2 separate regions of the Gossypium hirsutum genome follow, and region 2 is linked to region 1. The links are chromatin contacts, called in public Hi-C maps. All regions are on one chromosome and are shown on one strand. Each heading gives the region's core, a stretch centred on a gene start, on an enhancer-like site or on the middle of the called end of the contact. The rest is flanking DNA. Distances are from core to core; before and after follow the strand shown. Region 1 holds the start of LOC107896294 (40S ribosomal protein S15a-1). Region 2 holds the start of LOC107896321 (OVARIAN TUMOR DOMAIN-containing deubiquitinating enzyme 4).

Region 1 (6,216 bases), core at 2,739-5,238:
TACAAGAATATGGTTGGGAACTCACGTTTGTTTTATTTTCTTATCGTTTTTGTATTTAAAATTGCAGTTTGGCAACTTTCCTTATGGTTTTCAGGCAAATACATGGGTTGTTCCTCTCGCAATAGCGGATAATCCGTCAGTTTTTCCCCCACTTCCGATGGAAGATGAAAATTGGGGAGGAAATGGAGGTGGACAAGGAAGAGATGGTAAACATAACAATAGGCAATGGGCAGAAGGGTTTGCAATTTTGGCAGCTATGCCTTGCAAAACAGCAGAAGAGAGGCAAATACGAGATAGGAAAGCTTTTCTACTTCATAGTTTATTTGTTGACACTTTAGTTTTTAAAGCAATTGCCGCAATCAAGAACATCATTGAAATCAATCAAAATGCTTTAAATGGCCCTTCTGCTTCAATTTTGCATTAAGAAAAAGTGGGAGATTTGATTATTAAGGTGACAAGAGATGTTCCTGATGCAAGTGTGAAATTAGATTGTAAAAATGAGGGGAGTCAGGTTCTAGGAATGCCATAGGAGGAGCTGGTTTGGAGAAATTTACTTAAAGGCATAAGTGCTGATGAGAGTGCAACTGTTCATGTGAGTGAACAATTTTTGCTGGATGATTACGACGAACCAGAGAAAAAGGCTATGCGTTGCTAAATTTACTTTTTCTTTTTGTTTTGGTCTTGTAGGATACTTCTACTTTAGGTGTTGTGATTGTAAGACATTGTGGCTATACAGCTGTAGTAAAAGTTTCAACTGAAGTAAATTGGGAGGGGAATCCCATTCCTCAAGAAATTGACATGGAAGACCAACCTGAAGGAGGGGCAAATGCTTTAAATGTTAATAGGTCAATGTTTATCTCATCTGCATTTCATTAAAAAGCAACTATGGTCATCAGCTTCCTAGATTCAGTGACTGCTCTTCTTCTTCTTCTTCTTCTCTATTAGGTGGGTTTTTTTAGAGTTTTTTTTTTCAATTTCTTCATCTAACGTGGCAAGTTAACTGGCCACATCAGCTAATTAACTTGCCACATCGGCGATTCTGTTAAGACAGTAACAGAAACTGTTAGTCAATGACTGTTTTGTCACTTTTTTATAACGTTAGTGACTGTTTTATTATTTTTAAAAAGTTAAATGATTGAAATGAAACCTAAATAGCTATTTTATTAGCTACCCTAAAGTTGAGTGACTGTTGGTATAATTTACCTATAAAAAAATTTCATTTTAGGCAACCCAAAAAAGAAGCTTGCAATTTAAGCACCTACATTACATATTTCGATCATTTTGATCACCCCAGACAAACAAAAATCTGACATGGATTTCTAAAAAAATTAAATCTAATATTTAAATTTCAATGTCAGCTTTAGTTTTTAAACCAAAACCAACAAAATTTAAACACGTAGCTTCGGGGTTTTTTCTTCATCGCCATCCTTCTTCAGTTGAAACCACCACGATCGACGTCTTCTTTTCCAACATCAGCCTCCAAGATCTCCCTGACAATTATGCTTCTCCAATCGTTTCTCTGCCGTCAACCGCCATCTTCACCCCTTGAATCTTCTCCAACTTCCTCTCTTTCTGCTTCTCCAGCTATGGCTGGCTTCATCTCCTATGAATCCTCCAAGTGTTGCGGCTTTGAAAACTGTCAGTCACTCTCGCTAGCGATTGGGAATGCTCTGTTTTCTCTTATTGTTCATCATTACGACCCGAAATCCCTACTAGTAATTCGGTCGATCAGCTTCAAGAGCAACCCACCAATACCATGTTCTGCACTCTATAATCCTTTTCAGCTTCTCTCTCTCTATTCCGATCATTTCACTTCATTTTTCGTTAATTCTTTTTTTTTCTCTTTTTTCTTTGGTGGGGATGTTTTAGAGCATTCTCATGAACCTTCGTCGGACTCCGAACTTGTTAAGCATCTCAAAGGCATTACTAAGGTTAGTTAAAACAGTCTGTCTGAAGTAGTATCTTCAATTCAATGCATTGAAACCACTAAGATTATCATTAGGACAATCGTTAACAAAAACCCACGAGCTTATACTCTTAACGTCTCCTTTTAGTACTTGAAACTGTGCCTTCTATGCTATGAGACAACTGGAGTCTCATATTATTGTAAGACAAAAGGGGGAATTTTTTGGGGGAAAAGAGCAATGCTAATGCTATTGGAGTCTCATATTGGGATGAATACTCAGCAATTCAAAATCTCCAAACATCATAAGCAAAATACATATAGGATGAGTGCCAAAATTTAGAAAATAGGCATTGCTAACTGAGAGGTTTAAAGGAAAAAAACATAATTCGTAAAGTTTTAATTCTAAAGAAATCCCCTCAATAGAAGAACCCAAGTACTTTTCCACCTACATTCTTTCTTCTGGCTTCTTCATGGTCCATTATTCCAGCTGATGTTGTCAGCACTATGTACCCAAACTGCAAATCCAGTATACAACTCAGTAGGATAGGGTAAAACAATCTTATGAAAGCATAAAACTATGATGTTTAGTTTCTCGGCTAACCTGTCTTGATGGAAGCAGCCTGGCAGTCCAACCCTCGATCTCCTTCACTCCTACGTCGAAGCGAGGACTGATCACCCCGCACTTGTTCAGCCTTCTGTTCAGTTCAACTACAATTTTACCAGATCTGTGATCATCAACGTACTCAAACTCTCCAATGTAACCTGCAATCCCAATGTTAGCATATCGATGGAACAAATATAAGGGTAGAGATTAGATTGAATGTTGAAACAAACCGTGCTTCTGCATGACCAAAAGGAACTTGATGATCACTTTTGAGGATGGCCTGATCATGACCTGCCGTTTGCCCCTCTTTTCTGCATTGTACATGCTCTTCAGTGCATCATTCAAAATGCTGACCCTCACCATCCTTCTAAATACAAGCTGCTGCTGATTTTGAATCAAACGAAGCAATTATTTATAGTTTCTTTTAGTCTTTAGAAACTCAGTAAAACAACTTGAACATATCATTCTTCTAAACATCATTTTCCTATAATAACAACAGTATTTCCAGTGATCCAATATCTTATTCAAATGAAGAACCGACAAACCATCTTCTAATCCAAACTTACACAGTGATAGAGGCAAGTGGAGGAAAATGGGCAACAACCCTAAACCAAAACGACCCAACTCGAAATGATTTGACTAAGGGTGAGTTCGGATGGGCGGTGCGTTTACTTGCGGTTAGTATAAAAATAGTGGTGGCGGTGAGATTAAATACTGTAGCGATACTGTAGCGTGAGATAAAAAATAAACTAAACGCACCGTACCGCACCGTGGCCCCAAACTCACCCTAAGTAAACAGAAATGACCCTATCCTGAAGTGAACAGAACCCACATTGACCTCACCGGACCCAAAATCCCGAGAATCTTAAAACCCAAAACTACCTAAACCTAAAATGATCCACCCAAAATAAACCAAGAGTTTTAAAACGCGACCCAAAACCAACCCGAGCCGCATTGAAAGTTTGACGGGTCTAGTTCCAACCAATAAACCCATCTTCTAATCTAAAAGCTTACGTAGTATTAGAAACAAGCGAAGTAAAATAGGTTAAGGGCACCAAAAACTTTGTACCAAACGAAACAATAGATTCTTAACTTGCCCAGAGAACCCAAAATCCTTTCAGTTCCATATTATGTAAAAGGATTGAAACATTAATGACGTAAAAAAAAACGAAGATAAGTAAGGTCTAAACCCTAATCGAATAGGTAAAATAGATCTTGCTATCTTTATTCCATGACAGAACTGATACTCAAGAGGATAAAAAAACAGCCCCAAGATCTTAAATCATGGAAAGAAAAGAGTGTGAAAGTGTCGCTTACCTGAAACCAAAATCCGGCGGCCTCGTTTTGGTTAGTTTGAAAGAGTGCCCAATGAAAATGGCAGAGAGCTCGGCTGAGTGCTAGGTTTTCGGATTTAAATTTAATTTTCAGTTTTATGGGCTTGGGATTTACGTCGGCCTTTGATATACGAAGGCCCAAAATATAGCACTCAATTCTACTGTTTTTCTGTGTATATATAATTTTGATTTAATTTAAATTTTTTAAGATTATTAATAATATTAATGATATTGATATGAAAATAATTCGAGGAAGACTTAAACATAAATACGACCTAATTTAACAATTTTTTTTAATTTAAAATTAAAAAAGAGAAATATTTATAAAATCATAAAAAATTGAACCAGTGGGTATAATTTAAACCTATTTAACATTAATGTAATAATTAAAATATATAAAGGTATAACTCATTTATAAACTTGGCCACCAAGAAATCCGGAAGGACGTCATGATATGAAGTCAATCAATGCTAAATTAAAATCAATATTATATTTTAAGAAATTAATAATAACTTAGTTCAAACCCCAAAGAGTAAGATCATACCAGAGGGCTCAAAATTTCCTGTAATTCCTCACCTTTTTCAGATCTGGGCGAAAATTTTTCTTTTTTGGGTATGATATTAAGTTATAATAATACACAATGTACATTCCAATTCAATTAAAAAAAGCTTTACATTATTACACTACTCTTGTCCTCCCGATGATGCCAAAATCAAATATTAGCTGATTACCGGCACCTCATCCACAAAAAATTCACCAACTGCACCTTCTGAGGATTCACCAATGCTAGCGGCTTCAGCAATTCTAAGTGCCATCACGGCTTTGTATGTAGCCATATCCGCATTTTGAAGTAGCATCTGTGCCTGTTGGCGTTTCAGGATGGCCGATTCAACCGCTCTGGTTGCTGCAGCTCTAGCTTCTTCGACTCTAACCATCACAATCTCTTCTTCCACCGCATCATGTTGGGCTGCCATGGCTGCACATACCACAAAACATGAAACAAGGTTCTATTAACACTTACATATTCACACAAAACATGAAAAACCATTCACACGTTAAAATCAGATCAGAGCCTGTATAGTTGAGCATGACTGCTATGGTCAGACAATATAATATACCTTGCAACAAACTCGGTAGCTTGCCTCTCCCATGGCTAGCTTGACGCTTAAATGACCTCCTTTTACGTAGAAGAGGCTGTGGAACTACGGGAGCCTTCTTGACCTGATGACCCTGTTACAATCCAACATTCATTTTGATCATATATCTACCAAAACACCAGAAAGAAGAGGTAGGAGACTGAACAGTAATGACGGAAGGGATGCATATTTCAAATTTCAAGATATGCCAGGGAACAAAATGGTATATAGCATGATAAGTTGATGACAATACTTCGTTTCCAATCACTTAAACGATATCTTCCCATTGCAGCCGAAAAGAAATTCCAAATTCTCAACAAATAGAAAACAGAATATAAAACAAAGTTCAGAGTAAGAATATTTAGGTGCTTTGTATTAATCCTATCTGAAATATGGTTGATTCACAATCTGTTATTTCTTCCCTCTAAATTGTGTCAATATAGCATGGCATCATTGCATGCAACTGTTATAGCAAAAGATCATTTGACCTATAAGATACAATTCTATGAACTCATTGCATGACAAATTGTGGGAATCAGAACAAGAAATAGGACAATAAACCCTTTCAAAAGAAGGGCACTTTTCCATGCTAAACTTCCTTGAAAATTTCAACAAACAAATACACATACTAGGGACATAAGCTAGAATTTTCTTCATTTACAAAATGACAGTATAGTACAATGATGATATAATACATCGAAGGAGAGTTCAGTTTCCCAAATGAATCTACAATTATATTTATGTCCATAGAAAAATTCTCCACAAAGATTACCTGGAAGACTCTAAGCAATGGTGACCGTCTTTGCTCCTTTTTTTTCAACCAGTAAGCATGAACAGCTTCCACCACTCCTTTAATACCCAGATCAACACACAAATGAGCAGCAGCAACAGATACATCATTTGAGTGATCATCTGGACTACAAAAATTGGCCTTCTCAAAAGCATCAATCATCAACTCGAAACAATCCTCCGATAGATGCTGGAGATGCCCATTTCCACGAAAAAACTCATAATTGAACTTCTTTAACCACTCCTCATCTTCTAAATCCATGTCATAGTTTGCAATCCTCTTTGCCAAGGCTCTTGATACCTCGTCACCATCAATAGAGATATATGAATCCGGTCTTCGAAACTGCACACTGGGTTTACCTGCATACCCTGAAACTTCACGAACACCAGGCACAGGGATCACCCTACAAGCTAAAGCAGGCACATTGCGCTCACAACATTCCTTGT
Region 2 (6,216 bases), core at 2,268-4,767, 190 kb after region 1:
TCTAGAGCTAGTCAAATATCTAATAGCTCGGTAGGTATACTGTTATGTCATGTGGGGTTGTTTCACCTATTTAAATAATATGTTATTTCAAAATTACAACAATGAAAAATAAAAACGGTAATGATATTGTGGAATAAATTTTACCATATGAAGAGTGGGAATTTGTAAGGGAGTTCCACTCGGGGGTGTAAAAATAATAGTTGATACCATACCCATGATTAGAGAAGGAGCATGCAATCGTCGATTTTGGCTTTATCCGATATCATGGCTCGAAACATTTCTCGGTATAATGTCGCCAACATCGCTAATCCCCAACTAAGTCGTCTCGATTCCTTCAAGTCGGCTAGTAGTAGTAGCCACCTCAAATGCATCAGATTGTGAGATTTATCTGGCATTAGCAGACCCCAGCTCAACCTCAAGATGAATACGCACGAAAATTGTTCTTTTCCGACATCGCTCGTTGAAGCATCGATAGTTTAGAAGTTATCCTCCGACCATTTCATCTCGATCCGACTACCCTTAAACTTGTTTGGCACATTCCTTGGCAATTCCTTGCATGTTGCACTCCAATCGGCACTAATAATTGGCCCTGTAACGGTATCCCCATCGACTGGTAGACTGAGTTGTAAACTGACATCCTAGAGTGTAATTGTACACTCGCCCCAGGAGAGATGGAACGTTTGCGTCTCCGATCTCCATCTCTCGATTAAAGCACTGATCAGTGGGGGATCCAATTTAGTCCCCCCAAGCATGCGAACCGCGTATAAAAAGTCTGCATCTAGCAAGTGTCCATGAACGACCCCCGGTGCATCTTTTCCTTAGTTATTTATACACGTCTCCAAAACCCAATCTTCGGGCTAACTATATAAACATAAAAAATTAATAATCTAAACAACATAATAATTAACTATTTAAATATAATAAATTTACTTACCATTTATAATTGAACGTTGGAGATATGTTTGTCATCCAAACGAATAAGTTGATTTGACATTTAAAATTTTATAAGAAAAGAATAAAATTCAAAAAAAGAATTTAAAAAAATATTTGAGGATTGAAAATTTAAAATTGAAAATTGAAATTTGAAGATTGAAAATTGAAAATTGAAAATTGAAAATTGGGGATTGAAGAATGAAGAATGAAAGATTGAGAATTTAAGAAGAAAAAATGAGTATGGAGTATTTGGGTGGAAAAAATGAATGTTTGAGGGGTTTATATCGGAATTTTTATGGTTGTCGGAGTCCTACTAGTCGTTGGAAAAGTTACTGTTGATATAGTATCGATAAAGGAAAATGCATCCTATAAGGCTTGTTTCCACTGCCACATCAATACCGGGCACGTTTTTGTTCTCTCTCCTAAAAACGCATCCTACGTGGCGCGTTTTCACTGATGTGGCAGTGAAAATGTGCCCTGTAGGATGCGTTTTTCATTCTCTCTCCAAAATTATCGTAGATCCATGAATTTTAAGAAAATTAGCCTAGTTTTTTAAAATATTTTTTTGCAGTATTTTCATATAAATTAATCAATCAATTACGTCTTGAATATGGTAAAATATCTAGTTTAATTTATTTATAATAATTAGTTTTGTACAAATATTTTTCATAATTTTTTAGGTTCAAAATTATTTTTTTGTGATTTTGGAGCCTTAGGTAGATCTAACTCTTCTGTACTGATAGAACATAAAGTTCTCAGCTCCCAGTGATTGTATCCAACGATGCTTGCAGGATATCGTTATGGGGCATCTAAAATGGACAAATTTAATATCATTCATGAATTGGTTGTTGCCTTAGTTAAGATATGAAGGTTAAAAAGTTTTACTTTTCATTTGCCTTGCGGAGAAGCGGTAATCACTTTAAAAGATGTCACAATAATAACAGGCCTTTCAATCAATGGGATGGTAGTGGCCGGACCTAGTGCCATTAACACATAATATAATGAGGGTGTTTAGGGTTTAGGGTTTAGGGTTTAGGGACCGTACAAGTTATACGAGAGACTTGACTTGGATGCATCAAGAAATTATGAAAATTCAAACCTAATAAAGTTAGCAATTAACTTTTACCAAATCAGCCCTAAAAACTAAATTAAATACTAAAAAGTTAATACCGTTACTTTTGAGTATAAAAATATATAATTTTTGTCAAATACAAATATCATATTGGTCCAAAAATAACACAATAACCACATTAGAAAAAATATCAAACTTGAGTACCAAATAACATTATAAATCTAAAAATTTCCTGAAGTAAAAGAAAAAGTCACCATGTGTTAAGCAAATGGCCCATGTCTACACTATTAAGGATTTTTCTTTTTTGGTATTTTCTAAATCTGCTTTACAATTTATGTTTGGGGTTATCCCTTTTAATAATATTACTTTTAAAGTTCAAATCAACGTCTCCACTTAAAATTATGACGTGTATTACTGTTGCATGCAACGTTTATTAGTATTAAAACTATTTTTTTAATTTCAGTGTATGTTATAATATACAAATTCAATAAATTAGTAGTAAATAATAATATAAATAAGTAAAATATTTTCTCTTTAAATATTTGATAGTATTCGTTAAGGAGTGTCTTAAAAATAATATTTGAAAATATTATAATATTTTTACAAAATACAAAATAATTAATAATTAATAATACAAATTTAATAATATTAAATATAAGTCCAATAATATAATTTTAAAAATATTTTACATGTAATTACTTAATAAAATCATTTTTAGTATGGATATATATATGAAAAAACTATTTAGTTTTACTTACATTTATTTTTTATTTAATAAAATTTAATAGTTTAAAAAAAGAATGTATTAAAAATTATAACCCAAATATTTTAATTAATCAAATGCTTTATAAATACATGAAAACTTAAATATTATAAAAAAGAACCCAAAAAAAATATTTAATTTAGTTTAAGATTTAAAAATAGCTTGGCTCACCTACCTCCAATTATAAGAAGATGAAATAAAATAATGCATTTTAGTGGGTTAACCTACCAAAATATTCTTAAATTAATTTTATAAGTTGATTTAAATAAAACAAAATTTTAATTATTAAATAAGAAGAAGAGGAGTCCAATGTCGAAAGCAAAAACCATTTTCACCTACCTATTATATATAAAAAAGGTGAAATAAAATAATGGGTCACATTAAGGAAACCTATCCAAATATCTTATATTTCTTAAAATGGGTAATTTACTAAAATAGTCTTGATTATATCCCACGTGTATGGTGAGAAATTGCAGTTCCACGGAAAGTCTTTAACACCAGACCTTATTGTATCATTTCCCTAACTTTCCAGCGAATGAAGTGACGCGACCCTAATATTTTGTTTGACAAAACATGTATTTTGTTTCAGTTTTCTATAACCCAATTGATTAATTTACTTTTATACCCTTATATAAAACACCTGATTTATATTTAAATGGTTATATTTGTCATTTACTATTTTAGAAATTTGAAAATCTAAAAATTAAATATTTTATTGTTATTTTTGTGGTGGACCCAGTATCTTTTCTCCTTTTTCTCTATCTCGCCGTCAAAGTGAAAAGGCAAAAAAATCAGGAAAATTTTTTATTTACATATAAATAGAGAGCTGAAATGTATGTAAATGGTGTGTAGGTTATACAGTGTATCTTAATCGGCGTTCGTTAGTATCAGTCCGGTGATGCTTGGTGTATTGTGCACACGACCTCCCAAGCCTTGGATCCTCAACTCCCTATCTCTGATCGCCCACGGTGGTTCAGCGGCTCACCATCACGAAAATCGTTTATTGCACTGGCCTTCACATTTCGCCGATTTATCTGCCGATAATCGGCGCTGCCGGCACCATTCAACGGCTTGTCGGCTTGGTGGCGGCTCAGAGGGTGGTGCAGCTTCTATATGGCATGCGATTTTGCCATGCGGAGGAGACAGAGGAGTGAAGAATAGAGGAGATGTGTGGAAGAATGTGGAGAGGAAAGGGGAAGGTTCCTGGAATGTGTCGTGGGATGCCAGACCGGCTCGGTGGCTTCGACCGGATTCTGCTTGGCTTCTGTTTGGAGTCTGCGCTTGTCTTGCGCCGATGCCGATGGATGAATTTGATGACGTTAACCTCGATGCTGATAATAAAACCGATGCTTCTTTAAATTCAGATGAAAAGAGTAGTAATCATTTGTCTTCAGTTCCTGCCGCTGATAATTTCAAGGTTACAGGTTAGTTGTAATTAATTAACTAATTTTAATTGCTGCCAATTAGTTTTTAATATAAAAAATGAATGAATTTGAATGTATATTTGATATACAGGGATTTTAGCGCAGGGCGATACTCAGTTTTCAATATTAAAAAATGAATTTGAATTTATATTTGATATGCTGCAGGGATTTTAGCGGATGGACGATGTCTGTTCAGAGCAATAGCTCATGGAGCTTGTTTGAGGTCTGGAGAAGAAGCTCCTGATGAAAACCGTCAAAGAGAACTTGCTGATGAATTGAGAGCTCAGGTAATTACGAGGAGGTTTATTTATTTATTTATTTATTTATTTATTTTTTATTTTTTTAAGTATTTGATCAAGATACACTATTTTATGTATAAAATTTCGTTTCTGAATCTACAAATGGTAATAGGAGTTTTTCCCTTTTTATATGTTTAATCATGTAGGTTGTGAATGAGCTTTTGAAGAGGCGTGAAGAAACAGAATGGTAAAGCTTTGTCTTTATATTGGAATGCCATTCACTTTGATGGAATTTTTAATAAGCATAGGGCTTCATATGATATGATAACTGCAGGTATATTGAGGGAGATTTTGATGCTTATGTAAAGGAAATTCAGCAGCCTTATGTTTGGGGTGGAGAGCCTGAATTATTGATGGCTTCTCATGTTTTGAAGTGAGTTTCTATTTCTTTTAAAAATTTGACTATGAATTGTTTTGTAATGCACCTTTTGTCGGAGCTCTTCACTTCCTACCTCATTTTACTATAATCTTGCAATTAGCCTATCAAAATGATGAATAATTTAAGTTTCCATGGCTTATGAGTTGCACATAATATTGTGATCGATCCTATGTAATACTGCAGGTGATTTGCTTTTATCTTTGCAAACAGATGAAAAGTTTAGGCTATTTCTTAAGGTGCTAATTACTAACCAAGTCAATGCCTCATAAATATTAGTGATTTAAGTTTTTAAAGAACGCATAATTAGAATCTTCACGAGAAGATATAACTGAGGGTCCCCTGCCACACTGAAATCACTTCATTTTTGTGTGATGATGCTTTCATTTATTTTGCATATTGGTACAAGCATTTCAATTTGCCTATTTTGTCAAGAAACTAGGTTTAAAACCACCGTTTGATAATTAGTGCTCGAGCTTTTGGGTTAGTCTATACCTTATGCATGAAACTCTGCTGCTGGCTTATGGAATGATGTCAAAGCAAAACAGTAACTGTTCTTTTCTTATGCATTGTTCAAATTGTATTCTAACCAAAGCCTAAACTTGGAATTTGAATTCCATGTTCTAAATTCCTATCTATTTTTCCTCATGTTTTACTTGACTGCTGTATTTGACACCCCATTTTGATTGACAGGACTCGAATTTCTGTCTACATGATTCATAGAAGCTCTGGTAATTTAATAAACATAGCAAAGTACGGTGAAGAATACCAGAAGGAGAAGGAGAATCCTATTAATGTGCTTTTTCATGGGTATGGTCACTATGACATACTGGAGTCATTGCCGGAACTAATTTCCAGCAAATAAAGACATAGAAGTTTGGTCTTGTTATATGATTATGATTGCATAAAAAGAAATAAGCTTATCTTATTTTAAATGGAGGAATTCCATTGAACCAAGAAATAGTCTGAGGTTGATAAATTAGTTTGCACCTACCTCGGCTTTTGCAATGAGCTCAATACAATTTTGTAGTTTCTGAGAGTGTTTCTTGATTTTTAGAACTCAATTCAATACTTCAGATTGGTGAAGCATTATAGTTATTTTAGTTTTTCTTTTTTCCTGTAAAACCAGTGATGATTGTTTCTTTTATTCAGAATGTATTTGGGAAATTGAATTCTCCTAGTCTTTCTTGTCAACTCTCTTGAACTCTATAGCCTATGAAAGAAACATTTGAGGGATGTGTTACAAATAGGTATTTGCACCCTTGTTCATTCCTGCTTATTGAATCTGCAAAATATGCATGGGAATAGGATAAAAGTTCATTCATTTGGTTGTGTAAATTCATCTTGTT

The links. A called contact is a pair of places that touch in the nucleus more often than the background predicts.
Region 2: a Hi-C map of leaf shows a contact between it and region 1, with 2.3 times the contacts expected there. The contact joins the promoter of LOC107896321 here to the promoter of LOC107896294 in region 1. A contact is called at or near these places in 3 of 34 Hi-C or Micro-C datasets (all in leaf).

The regions. Positions count from the first base shown.
Region 1 is chrA10:109,185,657-109,191,872 of Gossypium_hirsutum_v2.1, forward strand. LOC107896294 (40S ribosomal protein S15a-1) reads right to left here and starts at 3,989. Exons shown (of 4, transcript XM_016821436.2): 1 at 3,828-3,989; 2 at 2,741-2,894; 3 at 2,508-2,668; 4 at 2,170-2,421. The coding sequence starts at 2,873. The coding sequence ends at 2,323. It overlaps LOC107896295, which reads right to left. Exons shown (of 3, transcript XM_016821437.2): 1 at 5,753-6,216; 2 at 4,963-5,074; 3 at 4,433-4,820. The coding sequence ends at 4,564. It overlaps LOC121207671 (protein TSS-like), which reads left to right. Exons shown (of 4, transcript XR_005902798.1): 3 at 95-592; 4 at 688-1,210.
Region 2 is chrA10:109,376,003-109,382,218 of Gossypium_hirsutum_v2.1, forward strand. It overlaps LOC107896321 (OVARIAN TUMOR DOMAIN-containing deubiquitinating enzyme 4), which reads left to right and starts at 3,518. Exons shown (of 5, transcript XM_016821472.2): 1 at 3,518-4,192; 2 at 4,358-4,479; 3 at 4,638-4,678; 4 at 4,766-4,864; 5 at 5,561-6,047. The coding sequence starts at 3,667. The coding sequence ends at 5,732.